Linked DNA regions of Zea mays: region 2 is linked to region 1. A link is a contact called in public Hi-C data. All regions are on one chromosome and are shown on one strand. Each heading gives the region's core, a stretch centred on a gene start, on an enhancer-like site or on the middle of the called end of the contact. The rest is flanking DNA. Distances are from core to core; before and after follow the strand shown. Region 1 holds the start of LOC103626393 (E3 ubiquitin-protein ligase BRE1-like 1). Region 2 holds the start of LOC100304328.

Evidence for each region. Hi-C and Micro-C count contacts between places; a contact is called where the count stands out from the background.
Region 2: a Hi-C map of leaf shows a contact between it and region 1, with 6 times the contacts expected there. The contact joins the promoter of LOC100304328 here to the promoter of LOC103626393 in region 1. A contact is called at or near these places in 2 of 25 Hi-C or Micro-C datasets (both in leaf).

The regions. Positions count from the first base shown.
Region 1 is chr5:56,966,332-56,971,679 of Zm-B73-REFERENCE-NAM-5.0, forward strand. It overlaps LOC103626393 (E3 ubiquitin-protein ligase BRE1-like 1), which reads left to right and starts at 2,391. Exons shown (of 21, transcript NM_001346887.1): 1 at 2,391-2,525; 2 at 4,842-4,969; 3 at 5,078-5,233. The coding sequence starts at 5,180.
Region 2 is chr5:57,193,663-57,199,010 of Zm-B73-REFERENCE-NAM-5.0, forward strand. It overlaps LOC100304328, which reads left to right and starts at 2,478. Exons shown (of 1, transcript NM_001356619.1): 1 at 2,478-5,308. The coding sequence starts at 2,816. The coding sequence ends at 4,843.

The DNA.
Region 1 (5,348 bases), core at 1,141-3,640:
TGAAACATATGAAAAATATCAAGTACAACATGTCCAACTTAAGACAATGTGGGTCCAGAATTTTGAGTTGTGTGTCGTGTACGAGATATCTTTGATGAGCTCAAATATGTGTTCAACTGTTTGTACTCTCAAAAAAATGTTTTTAGGTAGTACATAGTTACAAACTTTAAAGATATCCAAGTAGAGCAACATCCCCTTACGAACATGCACTTCACAATGGGCAGTGTAGAGCAGCATGCCAGGGACAGAAATTACTTACCAGCGATCCAAGTAGGCTTCAGGAATATTAGGGAATAAAACACATGCAAACTATGTGTTAGTTTTACATGTGTTCTTGGCATGAATACATGTTGAATCATTCTAATCGCTACATGAAAAAATATGTTCTATCAAAACTTTAGATGATTAGGGATGATAGTGCCATCAAATATCCTATATATAATTTCGAATCATTAATTAAAAGGAATAGAATGATAGCTCTATCAAAATTTCTCTTTGTCTTGCCCTTCCTCCTCTGATCCTATCTACAGATAAGGAACTTATGTTCTTCCCATTAAGGGACTATGCCTGAAATCTGCCCTGCAACAACTATTGTGTGAATGAATTATAATCCCTGTAACAAAGTTGTAGCATGTTTATCTAAATACCATTTATTCTAATGGCACGACACAAGATTAATGTCAATCAGCTAATGACATCCAGAGATTCGGTTACTGCATCTAATATAAATTGCAACAACAAATTCATGCAGTACCTGTGGAGAAGAAAATAAAATGGAGTGGGCAGCACATACAACGTGAAGAGAAGACAATCCTGCCAAAAGAATTGAACAAAAGACTGGCGTGACAAAAAATGATAATTTGGAGGGAGAAACAAACCCCATGCCAGGGACGCTGCACGAGAGCCGCAGCTCAACCTCGACTACCTCGCGGGGTGGTGGAAGAGCGTGGTGGCGTCCTACCTTGCTGCGATGTGGGAGCCTGGAAGGCGGTACACGGGAGCGTCGGGTGGGGATGAGATAGGGGGAAGGCGTCAGCATCTGGTCGCACGGGAGGCGTTGGCAAGCGTGGGGTGGAGGAAGAGCGCTCGACTACCTCGCTGGTGATGCGGTGAGGCGGGCGGGGGCCGCGACATGTGCGGAGCGTGGGGTGGAGGAAGAGCGCTCGACTACCTTGCTGGCACTTTGGTGAGGCGGACAGGGGCGTCGGGCGAGGGCACGTCATCCTACCTCGTTGGGGGGCGGTGACCTCACCGCAGGCCAACCCGGCGGCTGTAGCGGCGGGGGGACGCGGGGAGGGCTGCGGCAACGGGTTTTCGAGGGGCAGGGCAGGGATCTCGCGGTGGACGTGGATGCGGCTGTCACGACGGTGAGGCGGGCAGGGGCATCACGAGCGGAGACGGGGGCACGAGGTGTGGGGCAGGGTTTGGGTGGAAGGGCGGGGATCTCGCGGCGGATGCGAACGGGGGCAGGGCATGGCGAGCGAAGGCGTCAGGCAGGGGAGTGCTGCACGCGGGCGGCGTGCGTGTGGTAGGCCAGGCGTGCATCGCGGCGGGCGTGCAGGAGAAGCAACGGCAGGCGAGCAGGATTTGCAGAGCGTGAGATGCGGCGGGCAGCGGAGCGGCGGTTGCAGGGCGAGGGCAGTCTACAATCCAACCTTAATAGTTAGTACAGATAAGAAATTAAGACTCTACCGTCACTTGTTTTTTATGTCTATTTCAAATGAATGATGATAAATCTAGACACATATATAAAACACATACATCAAATATTATATGAATTTATTAATTATCTAAAACAAATTTTAATTTGAGTGAGTACAAACTAGAGAAGTGGTGTGGGAAAGTGTGCTGGATCAGAAACAAACTGTCTCAACTTAACAAGATAATTTTTTTTACTTAAACAATAATATGTTAAGAAAAAAGTTATAGCTTAACTAGAAAAAATACTACAGCTTCATGGACTAAAATATTCCATATCTAGGAGATTTTGTCTAACATCAATCACAAAGAAATTGTATTCCAACGTCATGAGAAAACACATCCCAACACCACAAGAAAAAATGTTAAGGACTGGGAGAAAAAATCTCATGGAATAAAAGGTTATAACATACTGTAGAACACAAATTTCAAAAGAAGCAAAAAACATAATAATATAACAAAGAGAACCAATTGCCATGGAAAAAAGAAAAAAAAGGAAAAGAAAGCGGAGAAAGAACGAATCATTTTCATGGGCTGCTCTCACTAACGAACCAACCTAGTAGTCATGCACATCAGCGTCTGCAGTTCTGCACCTGCACGCGCACACAAATCGGCCCAGTAGCGCGTGTGGAGAAGCTGTAATAGTAGTCCCGGAGGAATTCGCTCTCCTGAGTGGAGACTGGAGACTGGAGTTCACAACTGTTTTCGCTGTTTCTCTCTCCCGTAGCCCAGTTTACCTCGCCTAGGGCGACCACCGCCGCCGCCCTACGCCAGCTGCCCAGGTCTTGGGCGGACCCTTTGCCGGCGACGAGCACCCACCACACCAGGTATGCCCGCTCTTTGTCTTCTCTTCCTGCTTGGTGACACCCATGTCTTTTGTTGGGCCCGCCCCTGCCCCCAAGGTGAGCCCAACCCTAACTCGCTGTGGAGTTATTGGGTCCGCCCCTACCCCAAGGTGAGCCCCAACCCTAACTCGCTGTGGAGTATGAAAAAAATCGATGTGGATGGATTTGGTGTGGATGGATTTGGGACCCAGGGCTGTCACCAGTGGGATTTTTCTCAAACCCAGGGTTGGATTCATTTGTGTAAGACTAGATTCTAAAATTCTTTGAATTCAGTTTTAAAAATATTATGTCTCTATTGGTGTTGCTGCGCCCATGAATACTTCCACATCTGGACGAGTTTGTCACGTCCTGTGGCCGCCGTCGACGAGGAATGTGGCTCCGACAAACTCGCCTTGCCGCTTCTTCACGAGGAAGACGACTGGAAACTGTTCTGAATATTCTCTTCGATGCCCTGTCGTGTTCTGGATGTCCTTTTGTATCAACTCTTGCATCTCGACTTGGGCCATGGACTGGGCTGCGGTGTCACCACTTCACAAGTGGGCCGGATGTTACAGAGTTTATGTATCATCAATATATAAGGTTTGAGTACAAAAGGAATCATAGACACATCAATAGATGTGCAAAAGCGCAAGCTATGTCCTGATATGGTTTACTTGGTAACGGAAGCGAATCGAAGTGGAAAAGCAAGCATGTGCCAGAACCTGAAACGTAATTCAGAAATAACGGATGATGAATGTCCGTTTTCCCCGAACATGCAGGAGAATTCTGCATTATTATATTAAGAAGAAAAAGGCTCTAGATAACTTGTACAACCCTTAGTAGGGGTAAAAGAATAAATACGGAAAGGACTCGCCGAATGGACAATAGTGCAAACCAGTGACCAAGAAAGAGAGACCATCATGTCCATATGCTACGGAGCCCCTCGGCTCCTGCCATACCCACATCTTGGGCCTCATCTCTAATACCCCACATGATGTCATCAAAATTAGGCGAGAAGCCCTTAAAAAGGAAACACACCCATTTATATGTTTCCAAATACAGCTTGCCACCAACAAGACCAATGAGTTGAAACCCTAGCTGGCGTCGCGGTGTAGATGGCGACATTCTAAACAAACATCTTGGTATCTTGTAACACCCCATGATTCCAGCCACAGGGTCCGTTGGTGCATGCAGCTGGCTGTGCCTTGCCTATCATGGATGTGGCCGTGAAATTCAGGGCAGCTGTTTCGGTCCCTTTGCATGCGCTGCATGGTTGCATGGCTAGCACCTTGGGTTCCCTGGCTTGCCGGCTTGGAGGCATGGTGGATGCAAAGGGGCATGGAAAGGATATACATCGACCTATCATGAAGAATTACGACCTGAGTTGGAAGCAGCCTTGATGCCGAGCGCTAATTGCCCGTAATCTGCCCCACGAGTCGAGGCGGCCCAACCTATAAGAGATTTTGACTCGGTTGCCAGCTGGAGTGCTTCAACTTGTGAACCTGCTGTGGCTATTGGAGAGGAGGAACACATGTCTAATAATGTTACCAGAGCCCTGTACTTTGATCCTTGTTATTGATGCTTTTTGTCTGCTGTACGTATCAGCATAGGCGCCCACGGATATCCCAACAGCCGGCTAAAGAGGGGGGGTGCTAGGTGGCAGGACCGCAGGACTATATAAGCCGCATAGAGGAGAGGAGAGGGTAAGCAGAATTAGAAATTCAGGTATTTAGGCACAATATAATATTCAGGTATTCATCCACCTGAATACTATAAAATGATAAACATCGGAGGATTTAGGCACAATATAATATTCAGGTATCTCCGCATTTGCGGGGGAAGGCTCTCCTTGGTTTATCCCTTCCCTAGACCCCACTTATGTTGGAGCCTGGTCTGCCCTTTTATAATATTCAGGTATCTATAAGTGTATAGAACCAAATGCTATATTCTTGGTAAAGATTATTGAACTTTTGACGTAACCTAGGCCATGAGTCTGCTAGAAGATACAGTTTGGATTAAATTGCAGTGTTTCATTTTGTCTTTGAATGCATACCAATATTCATTGGGTTCAGATGTAATTTATCTGCTATGTGAAATCTAGAAACTGCCTCAATCAGCACATTTCTATTTATCTTGTTGTATGTTCTGTCCCAACACAGGGTTTTCTTGCATGTTAATAAACATTTTAAAGTTCCAACAAAGCACCAATGGTGCTCAGAGAAGGAAAAATGCTGTAGCTGTACTTTTTGTTTTGTAAATCATGTCTGCTAATGAGACCAATTAATTAATACCATGTTTTTAATCCGAATCATGTTACAGATCAAACTCTAGATATTGCCACTCTACGTCCCAGCATCCTATGACCACATGGTTTAGACAGTGCTGTCCAGGTGGATGATGAATTGTGGTGCCCAAACGGAGGCACGTGGCACGCCTCTTGAAGATAGGTAAATTATGTGCATCTTGTCAGTTCCTTGAACATACTATAAGATCATGTACCTCTCTAAGGTCTAAGACAAATAAGTGCTCTTAACACTCTACATCACCATGCACAGGCACTGGTTGGAAACAGATTTTGTTGGCGCTCCAAGAGTTCATACTTATGTACTTTCCTTTCTCAAATCATAACAAATCTTAGGCAGTTCAAGCTTAGCTGAATGTCAACTTGCCTCCACGTGCAAGATCCCAGAAACATTGCTATGTCTCGTCCGGTAAGTACAAATGAGCAATTATTTTCTGTGTTTTGCGAGGTTTTACTAGTAGTAATTTACTAAAAATGGAACAACTGTATACTGCACATTCTTCTGCATCTTTTGTCTTTCTATG
Region 2 (5,348 bases), core at 1,228-3,727, 230 kb after region 1:
GCTAAGTGTGAACCTTTGGCACCTGTATAACTTGTATACTAGAGCAAACTAGTTAGTCCAATTATTTGTGTTGGGCAATTCAACTACCAAAATTACTTAGGAACTAGGTGTAAGCCTAATTCCCTTTCACCTGGGGTCGGGCGAGGCGGAGTCCATCTTCCGAGGTCGAGGTCGAGGCCGAGCCCTTGGGGCGGGCGAGGCGGAGTCCATCTTCCGAGGCCGAGGCGGGGGGCGAGCCCTGGGGTCCGGCGAGGCGGAGACTTCTCCCGAGGCCGAGGCCCAAGGTCGGGTGAGGCGGAGCTTCCTGTGGCGCCTGAGGCTGGACTCAGCTGCTGTCAGCCTCACCCTGGCGGGTGGCACAACAGTCGGAGCGGGGCAGGCGACACTGCTTTCCTGTCAGGTCGGTCCGTGGAAGGGCGAAGTGACTGCGGTCACTTCGGCCCTGTCGACTGAGGACCGCGCGTCAGGATAAGGTGTCAGGCGATCCTCGCATTGAATGCTCCTGCGATACGATCGGTTGGCGAGACGATCTGGCCAAGGTTGCTTCACTGCGAAGCCTGCCCGAGCTGGGCCTCGAGCGAGTCGAGGGTGCGCCCGTTGCTTGAGGAGGTCCTCGGGCGAGGCGTGGATTCGTCTAGGAGTACTGTTCTTGCCCGAGGCTGGGCTCGTACGAGGCGAGATCGTATCCCTTGAGTGGACGAAGCTTTAACCTGAATCATGCACATCAGTATCTGCGGCTTGCGCTGATGGTGATTAACAGTCGAGTTTAGGAGTGTTAAGGGTACCCCTAATTATGGTACCCGACATATACACATATTGCTTTCCCCCTCTAGCTCGTGAGCTAAACGAGTCGGCTCGAGCTCGTAAACGAGCCAAACCGATTTTATGGATCGTTGGCTTAACGAGCCGAGCCGAGCTGGCTTGATATCCAACCATAATCTCAAATTTCTAATTAATTCCTCATGATTCACCATTCGAAATGATTGTGCGCTACTATTCCTTGGCCAACAATTTTTTTTTATATCCACCGGTTCCCGAACCAGTCATATGTGAAGACCCTACATCTAGAGTGCTAACTCGATAAGTAGTCCCAACAGCTGTGTTACTGTAAATTTCTGAAAATAAAAATAGTAAAATAAAAAAAACCAGAAAAATGCCCCGTACTACTAACGTTCACACACACACAGACGCCGAGGAACCGCTGGCACTTGCCGGCTATCACCGAGTATAGGTCAATAATGCAACGCAGGGGAGGGGACCCGTAACTGTCCGCTGCCAAACACAAACTCGCATTCATCCAACCAAGCCCTCGGTCCCCCCATTGCTGCTGCACTTGACCATGCACGCACGCTAGCATGGCATGATGATGGCAACAGCAGCCCTTGAATGCCAACGAATCGTGCATCAGCGAGGAGGGGGCGCAGTACAGTAGCTAGTACCACTAGTGATGGTGTAGTGTACCGGTACGTTACGTACAATACTACTTGGGTTTTGCTTGCACACCATTCCCTTCCGCTGGCAAGTTCACCTTTTTGCCCCCACTCCGTTGCCCGGCGTCGGAGACAGTACTACAACAGGCACCGATTCTGCGGCCGGCTTGACACGGAATGCGAGTACTAGTGCATTCCAACTGGCAGGTGGACAAGAGAGCACTGCAGCCTACGACGATAGGCACGGGTGGCGCCCGTCAGTCAGTTCCACCACGTGACAGTACACGCGACAGATGTCACCAGGCCAGGACTGCTTGCTAGCAGGGCATGCACGAGGCCACGAGAGAGAGCCAGAGAGGGTTGCAACTTGCAAGTAATACTCCAGCGGACGACCTCGGATCCTCTGACGATGTGGCGGGTCCTGGGAATCAGTCGTTGACCAAGAATAAGAACGGGGGCACAGCTTTCGCCGCCGCTCCCCAGGCCTGCAGCCGGCCAGGTGCGTGTGCGTGCAGTCCCCCAGCCAGCGACGGCCAGAAGATCACCTGACAATTCCGGCCCGCCGCCTGGTCGCCTGCGTCACGGTCACGGTCGCGAAAAAAACACCCGTTGCGGCGTTGCTCGAACCACCCTCGCCGCGCCCCGTCCCGTCCCGTCCCGTCCAACCCAACCCAACCCCCCGCCGCCCACCGGCCTCGGCCCCGGCCCCGCGGATAGACACCCGCGGCGCTGCCTGTGCCTTCTGCGCGGCGCTGCCAGCTGCCTCGTAATCACGCGCCCCTGCCCTGTCCTGCCGGCTGCCGTGCCGAGCCCCACGTCCACCTGCGCCCGCGGCCGCCTTTCCGCCCGCGGCCCAACAGAAAAAAAGAGAGAGAGGAAACGGGCGCACGCGGCCTTCCTCCCCCTCCGCCTCCTCTCCTCGGCCGCGCCTTGGACGCGTCCGACGCCGAGCCTTCCTTTCGTTCCTCTCCAATCGAGCCAAAAGGACTCCCGTCTCTTTCCCTCCTCCTTTCTCGCCTCGCCCCCCTTTTCCAGCCTAAACCCCCTCGCCCCCGCACCTCTTTCTTCCCCATATGGCCATACTATCACACTAGACTCCTCTCCTCTCCGCTCCGCGCCGGCATGGCCTCCTGTTCCCAGCGCCTCTCACCTACCGTGTGCCAGTCCCCCTCACGCGCCACGCCCCCCCTCGGATAACTACTAGTTGCCGTACCGTGGGAGCGCCGCCTCGAGTCTCACCAACAACACCTGCTGGTGCGTAGCCGCGCCCGCGCCCCCGCCGCGGCTCTCTGGTTGGATTCCCGTGCGGGATCGGCGGGCGAACCTCCGACTCACCGCCGCGACCGTTCCCGCATTACAGGGGCGTCCGTGCGTGCGTGCTCCGGATGGGGGCGTCCCACGACGACGAGGCGGGGCCGCTGGCGAGCCTCCTGGCGGCGCGCCGCGCGCTGCGGGCCGGCCTGGACAAGTCGCGCGCGCTGAGCCGCGCGCTGGCGCCCCGGCTGGAGGGGATCCAGGCGCGGCTGCCGGCCATGGAGGCGTCAGTGCGCCCGATCCGCGCGCCGCCGGAGGCGCTCGCCACGGCGGGGCCCAACATCGACCGCGCCGTGGGCCCCGCCGCCGCCGTGCTCAAGGTGTTCGACGCCGTGCACGGCCTCGAGCCGCCGCTCCTCGACCGCGCCGCCGCCGCCGCCGACCTCCCGGGCTACCTCGCCGTGCTCGCGCAGCTCGAGGCCGCGCTCCGCCTCCTCTCCGACAACTGCGGCCTCGCCACGCAGTGGCTGGCCGACATCGTCGCCTACCTCGGGGAGCGCAGGCTCGCCGACGCCCGCTTCGTGGCCGGCCTCGCCGCCGCGCTCGACCGCCTCAGGGACGACGCCTCCGCCGGCCTCGACGCCGGGCTGCTCGCCGCCGCGCTTGACATGCTCCAGGCTGAGTTCCGCCGGCTCCTCAAGGACCACTCCGCGCCGCTTGCTATGAAGGACCCCGACGGCTCTGGCTCCGATCCGCCCCCCGTCGTCCCTTCTCGGATCCCTGCCGCAGTCGTGCACAAGCTCAGCCTCATCCTTGACCGCCTCGCTGCCAACGGCCGGCTTGACCACTGCTCCTCGGCGTATGGGGACGCGCGAGGGGATACCGTGTGCGCCAGCCTCCGCGCGCTCGGCCTTGATTACCTCAAGGAGACGTCGGGGGACGCGCAGGCGCTCAGCCCGAGCGTCGAGCGCTGGGCCCGGCATCTGGAGTTTGCGGTGCACCACCTCCTTGAAGCTGAGAGAAAGCTCTGTGTCGCGGTGTTTGAACGGCGGCCTGAGGCCGCGCCCTTGTGCTTTGCTGAGATTGCAGCTCGTGCTGGCATTCTTGATTTCCTCGACTTTGGCCGTGCCCTGGCTGATGCCAGGAAGGACCCCATCAAGCTATTGCGGCTGCTCGATGTGTTCCATTGTTTGAACAAGCTGAGGCTGGATTTCAACCGTTTGTTCGGTGGAAAGGCCTGCGTAGAGATCCAAAGCAGGACTAGGGAGCTCGTCAAGAGGGTCGTGGATGGTGCTGTTGAGATCTTTGAGGAATTGCTTGTTCAGGTTGAGCTGCAGCGCACTATACCGCCACCAGTTGACGGCGGGGTGCCACGCCTAGTGAGCTTTGTCGCTAAGTACTGCAATCAGCTTCTTGGGGAGCAGTATCGATCTGTGCTAACACAGGTGATCACCATCCACCGCAGCTGGCGCAAAGAAGTGTTTAATGACAAGATGCTTGTTGATGCGGTGCTTAATATCGTTAAGACACTTGAGCTCAACTTTGATACATGGTCAAAGGCTTATGGAGATACAACACTGTCGTCTCTCTTCATGATGAACATACACTGGCACTTCTTCAAACACCTAAAGGGTACTAAGCTGGGCGAGCTGTTAGGTGATCCATGGCTCCGGGAGCATGAACAGTACAAGGATTACTACTCAGCGATGTTTCTGAGGGAGAGCTGGGGAACACTTGCACCCCTGTTGAGCAGGGAGGGCCTGATCATGTTTTCCAAGGGCCGGGCTACTGCAAGAGATTTAGTGAAACAGAGGCTCAAATCATTCAATGCTAGCTTCGACGAGATGTTTCAAAAGCAGTCTAAATGGGTGATATCGGATAGGGATTTGCAGCAGAAGACATGCCACCTCGTGGTGCAGGCCGTAGTGCCTGTTTACAGGAGCTTCATGCAGAATTATGGGCCGCTTGTTGAGCAGGACGTTAGTGCGAGCAGGTATGTGAAGTACAGCGCCGAGGATCTGGATAAGATGCTCAACACGCTCTTCCTGTCCAAGCCAGGCAGGCCAATGAGAGCTGGAAGCTTCCAAATCAAAAATTCGAATGACAAGATTACCAGTGCAATGACAGGATTGTATCGGAGTGCTTCTACTCTGAAGTAGCTTCAGTGGCAGTTGGGAAATACTGAATGCACAATTTGTGCAATAAGCCAATAACTTCGTAGGCAAAGGTGGTTCGGGCCAGTAAGTCAAGATCCCCACTTATGTGGGGGGTGCAATAATGGTTCCATGATTAGAGCAGCTGGAGCATAAGATGAACATAAAACTCTTCCAGAACTGATATTGTGGGGGAGAAAGATGACAGGAGTGTTTCCTCAGCGGGTCTCCTTCCTGTCGATCATCTTTTCACCTTCTATTGCATTCTTATCTGTAGCAAGTATACTCAATTCATTTTAGGAACTTGTGTGGGAGCAGAGGATGTGTAATCAGTTATCTGGTACATGGTAGAAGATTGGTTGTATTATAGGAGGTGTTAAGTTGTTGCATATGGTTATGGTATACTATGTTTTAGATCTCATGAACATGCAGTGAATTATATGGAGTACATTATAACTGGTGGCGAATGGTAATTACAGCAGTTAATTATATGGGATGGCATACTGTTTTT